2 separate regions of the Mus musculus genome follow, and region 1 is linked to region 2. The links are chromatin contacts, called in public Hi-C maps. All regions are on one chromosome and are shown on one strand. Each heading gives the region's core, a stretch centred on a gene start, on an enhancer-like site or on the middle of the called end of the contact. The rest is flanking DNA. Distances are from core to core; before and after follow the strand shown. Region 1 overlaps Ripor2 (RHO family interacting cell polarization regulator 2). Region 2 has its middle 38 kb from the start of Ripor2.

The links. Hi-C and Micro-C count contacts between places; a contact is called where the count stands out from the background.
Region 1: a contact with region 2 is called in a Hi-C map of group 2 innate lymphoid cells, with 2.7 times the contacts expected there. The contact joins two enhancer-like sites. A contact is called at or near these places in 11 of 39 promoter capture datasets (3T3-L1-derived adipocytes, the HPC-7 cell line, cranial neural crest and 5 more), 2 of 15 datasets of contacts at CTCF or cohesin (large pre-B cells and pro-B cells), 26 of 484 Hi-C or Micro-C datasets (B cells, CD4 T cells, the CH12 cell line and 16 more), 8 of 115 datasets of contacts at active chromatin or transcription factors (CD8 T cells, bone marrow-derived dendritic cells, effector CD8 T cells and 5 more) and 5 of 9 other capture datasets (adipose tissue, embryonic stem cells, liver and 2 more).

Annotation. Positions count from the first base shown.
Region 1 is chr13:24,678,636-24,684,269 of GRCm38.p6, forward strand. It overlaps Ripor2 (RHO family interacting cell polarization regulator 2), which reads left to right. Exons shown (of 23, transcript NM_029679.2): 8 at 1,993-2,056. Among named protein-coding and RNA genes, the nearest start is that of Ripor2, 43 kb to the left of the region's middle. Within about 2 kb of position 3,921, at least 25 of the 459 cell types and tissues checked have an H3K27ac peak or open chromatin away from gene starts, as enhancers often do. A contact at or near this core is called in CD8 T cells, Th2 cells, effector CD8 T cells and 3 more, where this site is marked.
Region 2 is chr13:24,597,234-24,603,470 of GRCm38.p6, forward strand. It overlaps a transcript of Ripor2 not described here and the pseudogene Gm11346. Among named protein-coding and RNA genes, the nearest start is that of Ripor2, 38 kb to the right of the region's middle. Within about 2 kb of position 2,453, at least 96 of the 459 cell types and tissues checked have an H3K27ac peak or open chromatin away from gene starts, as enhancers often do. A contact at or near this core is called in CD8 T cells, Th2 cells, effector CD8 T cells and 3 more, where this site is marked.

The DNA of each region.
Region 1 (5,634 bases), core at 2,671-5,170, 83 kb after region 2:
AATAAGTCTTTCTCTTTTCATGATTTAACATTAGGCCCTTCTTTGCCTACTTTCCAAAGCATATTTTTAAATTTATAAAGTAAGCTGGGCTTAGTGTAACCCCAACACTCGGAGGCTGAAGCAGGAGGATTACTGCAAGTTTGAGGTCATCCTGGACTGAACAGTAGTGACTACCAGGCCAGCTAGGACTACATAGCAAGAACATGTCTCAAAATAAATGAGAGCTGTGGCGATAGCGTAACTGTAGTAACGAGTCACAGGATAGGTGCTGGGAACTGACCGTGGGTCCTCAGGAAGAACAGCCTGTGCTCTTAACCACTGAGTCATCTCCTGCTTTTTGAGCAGGCTCAAATTACAGGCTCCAGCATAGCCCTAATAAGCATTACAGTTTTGAAGCACTGAAACCCCTAAGTGATTTTATCCACCCTGCAACCCCAGGAGTGGGTCTCTAAGTATTTTCTCATTTGGAACAGTGTTCATCCCCAGCTGCATCCATGGGTGACTTCAGCCGTTAATCTAGTGACCCCTGAGTTCTTAAGACAGTAGGAGCATTCCCAACGTGCCTAATGACACATCTGGTACGTCTCGAAACTGGTCCCTTGCAGAGAGGCCCCAGGCTCTGAGGAAACAAACTACTTGCAGTGCTGAGATTCTCCTTTCAACGCTTTCAAGCTACTCAGAGCTCAGACCTGAGCAAACGCTCCCCTGCTTTGCCCAGCTCTCTGAAGGACTGAGGGCTTCTTACAGGAAAGAGAAACGCCATTCTTCCCATGTCCCACGAGAGTGACGGCAGGTGCTGAGCGAACAAAGAATCAAATAAGAAGCGGAGCCTGCGGACTTCCTAGAGCTCCCTGAACAGGCTTGAGCCTGTCGGTGTTCACTAGGTGGCCTCACTTTTGCCGGAATGGCAACTTGCCCAGGCCTGAGCCTCAGCAAAGCTGGCCGTGAGGAAGAGGTTTGCAGAAGCAGAGATGCCCAGTGCTGCTTACTACAGTAGAGAGGCTTGTAAGGCTCACCCCAGCTGAGCTGCAGGGAGCTCTCACTGGAGAGAGAGACACTGGCTAGGACACTTGAAGTCCACCTCTAACTGCTCTCATTAGGTCCTCTGATACTGGGGCGCTAGAATGGGTATGATCAGGTATTGTAACCTTGAGTGTCTCGTTCCTTTCACACCACAGTGAGGAGGGGACCCTTACTCAACCTAGGGGCTCATTCTGGGGCTTCATATCATCACATTGAAAGTCTGCCTTACTTGGGTAGACTCAAACTCCTACACTCCTCGCCCCCCCTCCTCCTCCCCAAAATTTTGTGTGTGTATGTACACATGTCTGTGTGTGATATAGAGAGGCAGGTATAGAAACCTGAGGAAGACCTCAACTCTCATCCTCTCGGGTGCTACCATCCATTTTGTTGGGGTTTGTTTGTTTTGAGAACAGGGTCTCTCACTGGTCTGGAATTCTCTAAGTAGGCTAGGCTTGCAGGCACAAGCCCCAGAGGGCGACATCTCTGCCTTCCTTCCACTGAGATTGCAAGCACATACCACCAAGCCTGATTACTGTTTTCTTAATTGTTTTTAATTTAGCAAGTAAAAGATACATATGAATGCATAGTATATAACATGATATTATGAAACAGGCACACACTAGAGAGTAGCTGACCCAGCATGTTTAACCTGGAGCGTGGATCTCTTCCTATTTAGTGTGCATGGCTGATTCTCTGTCACAATGCCTTTTTGTACAGTCCCGAGTCTGTTCTTAGAACATCCACACTCTAGAGATGTCTGACTACTTTGATATCATCTAACTTGTCCACCTAAGCCCCAGCTATCCCATGCACCCGGAGCGGTGTGTCGTGCTGCCTGTCCTGCAGCGGGTACTGTGTACTCGTGGAAGACAGGAACATGCCTCTCGTTCAATGTTATCATTGCCGAGACGTCTTGTGCCACCGTGCAGAGGAATGCAGATCTGACATCATTTCCTATGCTCTTTGCAGAACATGTGTGCCATTGAAGCGGAGTTGGAGAGTCTGCTGGGAGAATTCTCCATCAAGATGAAAGGTAATCTGTCCTTGTTCAGAGAGGGATAAAGGTGCCATGTCGTCCACAGAGCTTCATGAGAAGGCATGTCATTGCAAAGACATGGGGTTGCCTGCTCTTGGGCCTTCCACCATGATGATTTCTTGATGGGTCTCTTCTTGTACCTTGCCTTCGCATTTGAAAATGGTGTCTATTAGATGAGTGAAACAACAAACCTCGGAATCCATCCCACGACTCAGTAATCACCAAGGCTTTGCCACTTTTTCTTTTCCCTTTGATGAACTAGAAAACTCCAGAGGAGGAAAAGCCAAGTATGTCACTCCACTGATCAGCACCTGTAAACTTCAGTACAGTTCTGAAAGAATAGGGCCATCTTACGTAATGTAACCGCAGTGCCTCAGCCCGTTGTCCCATTATCGCATCTAATGAAATTAGCAAGTCTTTGTTATTAACCTAGTTCATTGGCAGATATCCCCAGCTGTCTCACAAATGCTTCCTAGAGTTGTGTTGCTTCAATTAGGACCCACACAAGGTCCATGTGTTATAATTAGCTGTCAGTTGGGCTCCCTTTAATCTAACACAAACCCCCATCCAGCCTTCTAGATTACCTGGCAGCCTCTTTACATTGTCATTTAGCCATCTGTTTATTTATCTACTTTGAATATCTTCTTTTTAGTTTGAAGACAAAATCTTTCTGTGTAATTCAAGCTGGTTTCAAACTCACGGCAGTCAATTCTCCTCCTGTGATGGGCCAAGCACTGGGATTATAGGACCGCCTCACCATACCTGTCTCACCTTACCTGTCTCACTATACCCATCTCACCATACCTGTCTCACCAGACCCATCTCACCATACCTGTCTCACCATACCTGTCTCACCAGACCCATCTCACCATACCTGTCTCACCAGACCCATCTCACCATACCTGTCTCACCAGACCCGTCTCACCATATCTGTCTTATCATACCCATCTCACCATACCTGTCTCACCAGACCCATCTCACCATACCCGTCTCACCATACCTGTCTCACCAGACCCGTCTCACCATACCTGTCTTATCATACCCATCTCACCATACCTGTCTCACCATACCCATCTCACCATACCTGTCTCACCTTACCTGTCTCACTATACCCATCTCACCATACCTGTCTCACCAGACCCATCTCACCATACCTGTCTCACCATACCTGTCTCACCAGACCCGTCTCACCATATCTGTCTTATCATACCCATCTCACCATACCTGTCTCACCAGACCCATCTCACCATACCCGTCTCACCATACCTGTCTCACCAGACCCGTCTCACCATACCTGTCTTATCATACCCATCTCACCATACCTGTCTCACCATACCCATCTCACCATACCTGTCTCACCATACCCATCTCACCATACCTGTCTCACCAGACCCATGTCACCACGGCTTGCTGCCACATCAATCACTTCATTTGTCCCTCCACTCCCATGTTGCTGCTGTGAGTCTGTTCGAATCGAGAGCATTGTTACTTTAAGCTACAGCACCTGCAGCCCAAAAGGAAAAAGGAAAACTCTAGCTAGATGTGGTGAGCCTCACACTGCAGTGTCCACAGTGCCCATCAGGGCCGTGGGACAGTGGCATCACAGCCAGCCCTTTTCTCTCCCATGTTTGGCTCATTTAACTGTACTGAGCAGCTGGGCCCCTGCAGTCCTCTCTCTGGGTTGGTTTGCTTGTTTAACAGTTTGATCCTTAGGTCGCTAATGGGCATTATTACCTTACCCACTCTCTGTGATAAGAAGAGTGAAAAGGGGAAACCCCCTCTAAAAGCAGTTCTGGGTGGAGCTGGAGAGATGACATAGTAGTTAAGAACACCAGTGGTTGAAGAGGATGTGGGTTCAGTTCCCAGTGCCTACACGGCAGCTTACAACCACTGGTAACTCCAGTCCCCGGGGATCTGATACCCTCTCTGACCTCCTCAGGCAGCCGGCAAGTGTGTGAAGCACATACATAACGCCTTGCCTGTGATGGACATCTGCATCTTTCTAACTTTCCAGGTCCATTTGCTTCCACTTAAGGTCTCTACCTGAGTTCGTGGTTCAAAACCACTCTGGACCATGCTCCCTCTCAGCAGTTCAGAATCTGCACAGCCAGGACGGAGGTTCTAGAGGTCTCTTTGAACTTTCAGGATGGTTCTGTCAGCGGCCTGATTCATTGCAGTCAAGCATACAAAGCAGAGTTACTTTGCCAGTGTTAACACAAGGATTGCCCACGTCCCAGGGCATGTAGGCCAGCACACAGAGACTGGGGTCAGCACGTGTGTTAACACAGGGCTGCTGAGGCCGTTTCTGATGTTCACTGGTATCAGATGCTTCTGTTTTTGATGAGAGGGATAATTTCTTCCATTTCATGTGTGGACACCAGTAGCCAAAAAGCATTAGATGACGTCTCCAAGGCCACACAGTAAGCTGACATCAGACTTAAAGCTGAATCCTGGGGTCCTGGCTCCTACATTAAGTTACTTTTCCCATCTCTATGACAAATACCTGATTCAAAAGGGAACTTTGGGAAGAAAGGGTTTGTTGTAGTTTATGGCTTGAGTGGGGGACACTTGGTCATGGCGGGAGGGTATAAAAGAGCTCATGGCTGTGGGGGTCTGCAGTTGAGATGCCTTAAATTTCCCAGGACCAGGAGCAGAAAAAGGACAATGCTGATGCTCACCTCACCACCACTCCTGTTTGTTTGTTTGTTTTATTCAGTTTAATATCCAAGCCTGCATTCAGGGTGTGTCTTAACTTCTAAAGATCTTGGAAACACCCTCATGGACATGTCCAAAGGGTTATGCCTCATTAATTCTCAGAGTCTCGTCCTTCCCTTCCCTTCCCTTCCCTTCCCTTCCCTTCCCTTCCCTTCCCTTCCCTTCCCTTCCCTTCCCTTTCATTTCCTTATTTCTGGATGGGGTCTCATTGAGTATTTGTTACATACCTGAAGCTGACCTTGAACTCTTGATATTCTTACCACTCACTACCCACTGAGTGCTAGGGTTATAGTCACTGTTTCGAGCAATAAGGTAGGCATACTTAGTTTGTATAACAAACGTTGTATTTTCTTATGCTGAGGGTCATCACACAAGGTTCACACTGTAAATTCTTAACTATGGTTCTTAGCCTAGCTCTCCAAATCTGCTCACCTGTGAACATAACTTAGCTAAAGGTCTGGTTTCAGTCTCCAACAGTAGTCCTGGCTCAGGAGACTCCCCAGTCTTGTGGGATCCTCACTATTTTTACATGTCTAAAAGGCATTTCTTACTCTGCTCACTATAGTCAGCCACCACCATACCCACTTCTAGGCATTCCTTATTCAAACAATTTGACCATGGAAATTAACCATCACCGCTGCCAGTACATGACCACCTCAATGCCACATTATGAAGAAGTCCTAATAATTGAGCAGACACTATCAACCATCAAATGCCAGTTTTCACTAGAGAAGGGATTCCCATCAGCTTAAAACATAAGCACCTAAAAGGTATGGCATGGGGAAGGGACTACCCACCCACCCACCCACATAATCCAAATCTCAGATCTGGAGGGAGTAAGCTTCTGTCATGGGTGGATG
Region 2 (6,237 bases), core at 1,203-3,702:
TGTATGCTTTAAAGATGGAGCTCTCTGGCATATCCTTGTACAAGGACACTAGTTGCATTAGATCAGGGACCCACCCCACCCCAGCCTTAGGACTTCGTTTACCTTTACTTTCATATTCCAGATATAGCCATAACTAGGGGACTAGAGCTTTCAGTATGACATGGGGAATGGGAAGATGAAGCAATCTAGTCAACCAATGAATGTGCCCAGCACTTCCTTCTATGGTACACCCACATCAACTCTATGACTACTACCGTTCACCTGGGTCATATGTCTTCTTAAAGCTTTCAGGGAGCAGACCTCATGCTCAATTTTTGTCCACTACAATGCTGGAATCCTGTCCAGACCTACTTATAAGGGGCAATTGTTTTTCTTTTTTAATCAATTTACTTATTTTATGTATATGAGTATACTGCAGCTATACAGATGGTTATGAGCCTTCATGTGGTTGTTGGGAATTGAATTTTGGGACCTCTACTTGCTCTGGTCAGTCCTGCTTAGCCCCGTTCACTCCAGTCGACTCTGACCGCTCAGGCCCAAAAATTTATTGATTATTATATATGAGTTCACTGTAGCTGTCTTCAGACACACCAGAAGAGGGTGTCAGATCTCATTACCGATGGTTGTGAACCACCATGTGGTTGCTGGGATTTGAACTCAGGATCTTCGGATGAGCAATCAGTGCTCTTACCCTTTGAGCCATCTTGCCAGCCATGTTTTTTGTTTGTTTATTTGGATTTTGGTTTTGGATTGTTGTTGTTGTTTTGGGTTTTTGGGTTTTTTTTTTTTTTTTTTTACAGGTCCTATCTTTATTCACTTCTTCCTAAAATAAGTAAGGTAACACTCACTTTAGGGAAGAGACAGAGAACCAACCACAAAATCAAATGACATTTGTTTCCAAAATGTAATTGCCACACTGCAGAATGTATCTCTCTTGCTGTCATGGTCCTGGATGTTCCACACTTAGCTGTTGCTTCTCACAGGACTGCTGGGGCTTCACTTAATGGTTAACAGAGTCTCAGTCTCAACTGTAACAAACAGAGTAAAGAGAAAGGAGCCGCACTGGCGACTACTAATGTCTTCTAGCATGGCTGATGCTCTCTTCCCTGTGCACCCTATGTGTGAGCTTCAGAGTGGTCAAGGATCAGGGACTGAAGGTACCTTTCAACAACAGATACATCTTGTTCTTGAGTTTCCATGGTAACTCTGCCCTGTACCTTCGAGATTTCCTTCTCTACATTTGTTTGCTGACTGCCAAAAAGGGGTCTGCGATGTTTACTCAAGTCGTTGGCTTTCTTCAAAAATGTGTCAGACATATCTTCAGTATTTTCAAGCTTGGTTTCATGATCTGCTATACCTGTCTGTAAAATCTTCATTTGCTGCTGTTATAAAACCGAGGTGTTCTTCTTGGCCCCTTGTGCTGCCCACCTCATCTAGACACTTCTGGTATAGGGACCCATACCTTTCACAGTACACAGACTCAAGCTCCTGCCTTGACTTCTGCTGAGCTTTCAGAATACCCTGGAGGCTTTCATTCAGGTTTCTGAAAGAGGCATTTACATCCTTTTCAAACTGCTTCCTCTTTTCCATAAGAAACTAAGTAGCATCACCTTAGAAATCCTGCATCCTCTTCTGAACAGGCTCGGGGCCTCTTGCACATCTGAATCTGAGCAATGACTGCCCATCTCACTGGTACCAACTACTGGATTGTCCGCAGGGTTGACTGCATCTCGGTTCTTGGAGTCTTCTGATGGAGGGTCTTATCTACCCTCGGGCACTTGGCACTTTACTTCATGGCCTTCTGTTCCTTGCTTGACATGGCTGGAACCTTCCTGGGTCAGACAGAACTCCATTCAGGGTGGGCACGGCTATTTGGGGCAATTGTAAAAATTAAAGAAATAGTGTGAGCTCTTTTGTTAAAATAACCATGATTGAAAATTAAATTCTACAAATGTAGAAATGAATAAATAAGATTTAAAACGATGCTACATAATGTCTGATACCCATCAGTCTCCACTTACTACACTGGAACCTAAAAACCAAGAGATGGATATTCCTGTTTCTCACACAAAAGTGCGCCTTCATTAGCATTAATATTGTATTGTAAAGTGCAATGGTAGAGACACCATCAAGTGGTGAGCTACTGTACACCCAGTACAGTAACCCTACCCAGATTTGTGTTCAGCAAGGCTAGGTTTCTTTGAAATTAATAGAGAAAGTATGCATGCTATAGACATTAGTACACACTGCAAATCAGGGCCCCTGGTCAGAACTCCTCTTTAGTCTCCATCAGCATGTCACTCTGAGTACTGTCATCAGAATCCAGGGCTGGGTGCCCAGTGAATGTTGAAAGGATGGTGGGGAGAAAAGAATAATGCAGGGTTGAAGAGGCTGAGAGCGACAACAGGAGGATGCTGGAAGGGTGGGGCATCACTCCTGCCCGCACCTTTCCGACCACACAGCCTGCAGCCTCAGCTGTGCTGTTTCCTCTGCGGTAGCTTTCTCATGTTGGCTCCTGCACATTGTGCAAAAGAGCACAATGTGGTCCAGCGACTGTGTGCTTCCTATTTCTGAACTCTGTTGCTTCATCGCATTTCAAAAGAGGTGTAAATTTTACAATCCGGTTCATTCCATTAGAGATAGCGATGTGGCAATGCTCACTGCAGAATCTGTATTTACCATACACAACTATTTACTACTAGATCCAGAGGAAGGTAGGCAGGGCGGGGTCGCTCTGTGGCAAGGTGGCCTTCACCACAAGTTCCGTTCCCATGTGCCCTCTTTCCAGTGCTGTGCAGAAAAGAGAACTAGATTGTGCCCTCCAAAATGGCTACTGTGCATAGAAGACCAGTGGAAATTATGCTCAGAAATTGCCAAAGCCAATGCTGGAAATAGCTACCACCAAAATATTGTATGAGTGCTTATGGGCAGTATTTCCTCAGAGCATTTGTAATGTATATATATGTTTGTCTATTAAGCATTTTACAGTTTTCAGGGCTAGGAATGTGGCTCGGTGGTAGAATACTCACCTACAATGCATAAAGCTCTAGTTTTTATCCCCATCATTGAAAAAAATGTATGTATGTATGTGTGTGTGTGTGTGTGTATATATATATATATACACATATATATACATATATACACATATATATATATACATATATACACACACATATATATACATATATATATACATACATATATATACATACATATATGTACATGTAGGCATATGTGTATATTAAACAGTTTTTGTTCTTGTTGTTTTCTTTTTATTTTTAAGGAGATTTTGTTATGTAGCCCAGGCTAGCCTAAAAACTCACTGTGTAGCCCAGGCTGTCCTTGAACACATGACAATCCTCCTGCTTCAGCCTTCTGAGTGTTGGGATTATAGACATGAGCCACTATAAGCAGCCAAAATAGATTTTGAAACAGGGTCTCACTGTGTAGCCCAGGACAGCCTCAAATTCAAGATTCACTTACCACAGTCTGCCAGCTGGTGGAATTGCAGGTTTGTGCTATCACACTTGGCTAGTTCCCTTTTGTTACATCAAAATGGGGGAATAACTAGGAAAATCAAAAATGAGGCTGAATCCCCAAACAACAGCAAAGGGTGGAAAGAAAATGGTAGAGAAAAGTGTATTATCACTACAAACATGTTTAGAATTCTTTAGTAAGCTGCTTTCAGTGGCACCCTTTCCTGGGAGAAATATCTTTGTCAATAAAATTGGAGGTTCCTAGTCCCATGTTTGGCAGACAAAATCATGTCAACTCATGCGCTGGATGACTGATTAGAAGAGAACATGTCTGTTCAGCCCTCTTGCACCAGGACTTGGGGTGGCACAATGTATGTCCTCTGTATCCTATATGCATGCTTTGATTCTTAGATAGATAGATAGATAGATAGATAGATAGATAGATAGATAGATAAAATACTTGTGAGACTGGAGAACTGTTCCCATGGTTAAACACTTGCCAGCAAATTCTGTGTGTGAGAATGGGAGTTCAGATCCCCAGAAACCCATGTAAATGCCATGTGGGTGTGGTGGCCTGACTGTGATTTCAGCCTCAGAAGGTAGAGACGGGAGAGTCCCAGAGGAACCTGGCTCCCAACAGTAGACGTATCCACAAGCTCTGGGTTTCCCTGCGAGCCTGGGTTTGACTGAAAGACCTTTCCCCAGTGAGTAAAGTGGAGGAGCCAACAAGGATGATTCCCTACACCACTCTCTGCTCTCCACATGCACACACACATACATCCGTACACATGGTACCTCCCCCATGCTAACACACATATACACATGTGCATGCATCACAAACATACACACACAAACACACACTGGAGAAAGAAATATACTTGAAATGCAAACTGCATCTGCACTGAACATGGGCAGTCGTTTCTTGTTACTTTTCCCCAAAGCAACATGGCATCCACATAGCATTTTCGTTACTCAGTGTTATAAGTGACTTAGGGATGGTTACACGGTAGAGAAGTTGGTGCTGGTTATATGTGATTAATATATAGAAGCCATGAGCACTCATGGGTTTTGGTTTCCCAGAGATCCAGGATCCAGTTACTATGGACACTGAGGATGACTAATCAGAAGTACATCTTTCCACTGGGACTCTCTGGGTCAAGCCCTGTAGTGATGGACCTTTCACACAAGGTTGGACAGTGTAATCAAGTTTCCTACATGTAAAGAATGTTACCAACCATCCTGACCTATGCTTTGGTAGCCACTGCTCTCTTAGATGTCATCCCTCCTTGACGTGACCCTCCTACGTATCTGGTGATCCTCAGAGAATGTCTGGGAACTGATGGCTTGTTCATCTGGAAAACGTCCAAAATATCTGTGAAGACTGACTGGCATCAGGCCTCCAGGGAGCGTCTCAAATAGTCTTTGTCTTATAGGCCTCACACTAGAGTGGGTAGACTGCCTTATGAACTGAGAGACCAGACCTGGACTTTTGGGTCCAGTGTCAAGGCTAGGCTATGAGACTTAGTTCCAAGACTGAAGGATCAGCAAAGAAAGTAGGAAATTTGAGACCCCAGAACCAAGCATGAAGCCCTGTGCCCCGAGCTGTGACATGTGCCCTGAGCTCTGACATGGAATGCCTGTCCTTCTGGCTTTGCACCTGAATTTATTTTCCTTTCATGTAGATGGAATGGTTCAGTCATGTCTGTAGGAAGCCTCTACAGTTGTAGTCACTAGCCCTGGAAAATGTACCGGCTCATTTCAATGACACTGCCACAGGACACGTGCCCTGTCACCCAGTTTCCTTGTCCTGAATGTCCTATCAATAAAACGAGTTTCCTTCCTTACCTCAAAAGAATCAAGGACTTTGCATCCCTGAGTCCTTAGGAAAGCATGCTCCATTATCCTCTTTAATATTATCATCATACAGCACCCTAGGACCCAGGAGTGCACCACCAAATGCAAGACCCACATTTTCCCAAGAGGGTTTCAGGACCTAGAGACAGACATTAGCAGGAGGGTGTTTGCCTTGTATGCAGGCATGAGGCCCTGGGTCAACCCCGAACACACACACACACACACACACACACACACACACAAACCAAACAAATGATTTGGGCTAGCACAGTGGTGCAATCCTGTACTCTCAGCACTTAAGGAGGCTGAGGCAGGAAGATTGCTATAAATTCAAGGCTAGCCTGGTCTACACAGACAATACTAATTCAGCCAGAAGTACAAGGTAGGACCCTGTATTTAAAGCCAAAACGAAATCAAGCAGTAAGTATTTCTCTTCTAAGGCAGGCCTTGTCAACACACCCCCTTCACAGTCATCCAGCCAGAACAAGAACTGCCCAGGACTGTTTTCAGATTAGATCTGCAGTCTACACAAGTTACTTTAGCACAAAGTCTTTATCAGACACCACCCAGTGAGAGACAAGCTTCCAGTGCCATTCCAAGAACAGCTGGCACTCAGCACCCTGGTTCTAACATCAGGGAAGTTGTACCAGCCTATAAATAACAACCCTCAGCCACAGAGTGCTGCCGGAAGCAGGCTGTTTGGCATTGACATGGGGTCATATCTCAATTGTGCAGCATCGAGTACAAAGACTGGCTGCACATCGGCCCAGCCGCTGCCTCCTTCTCTTCATCCATGAGGTTTGAAGCCTTTCCCTCTTTTTGCAGTGCTCTGTAAGAATCTCTGGGTAACCCCAGAGGATGCAGCCACTCTTCCAGGCTGTGGGTGCCACCTCCTGAGCACGCCCCC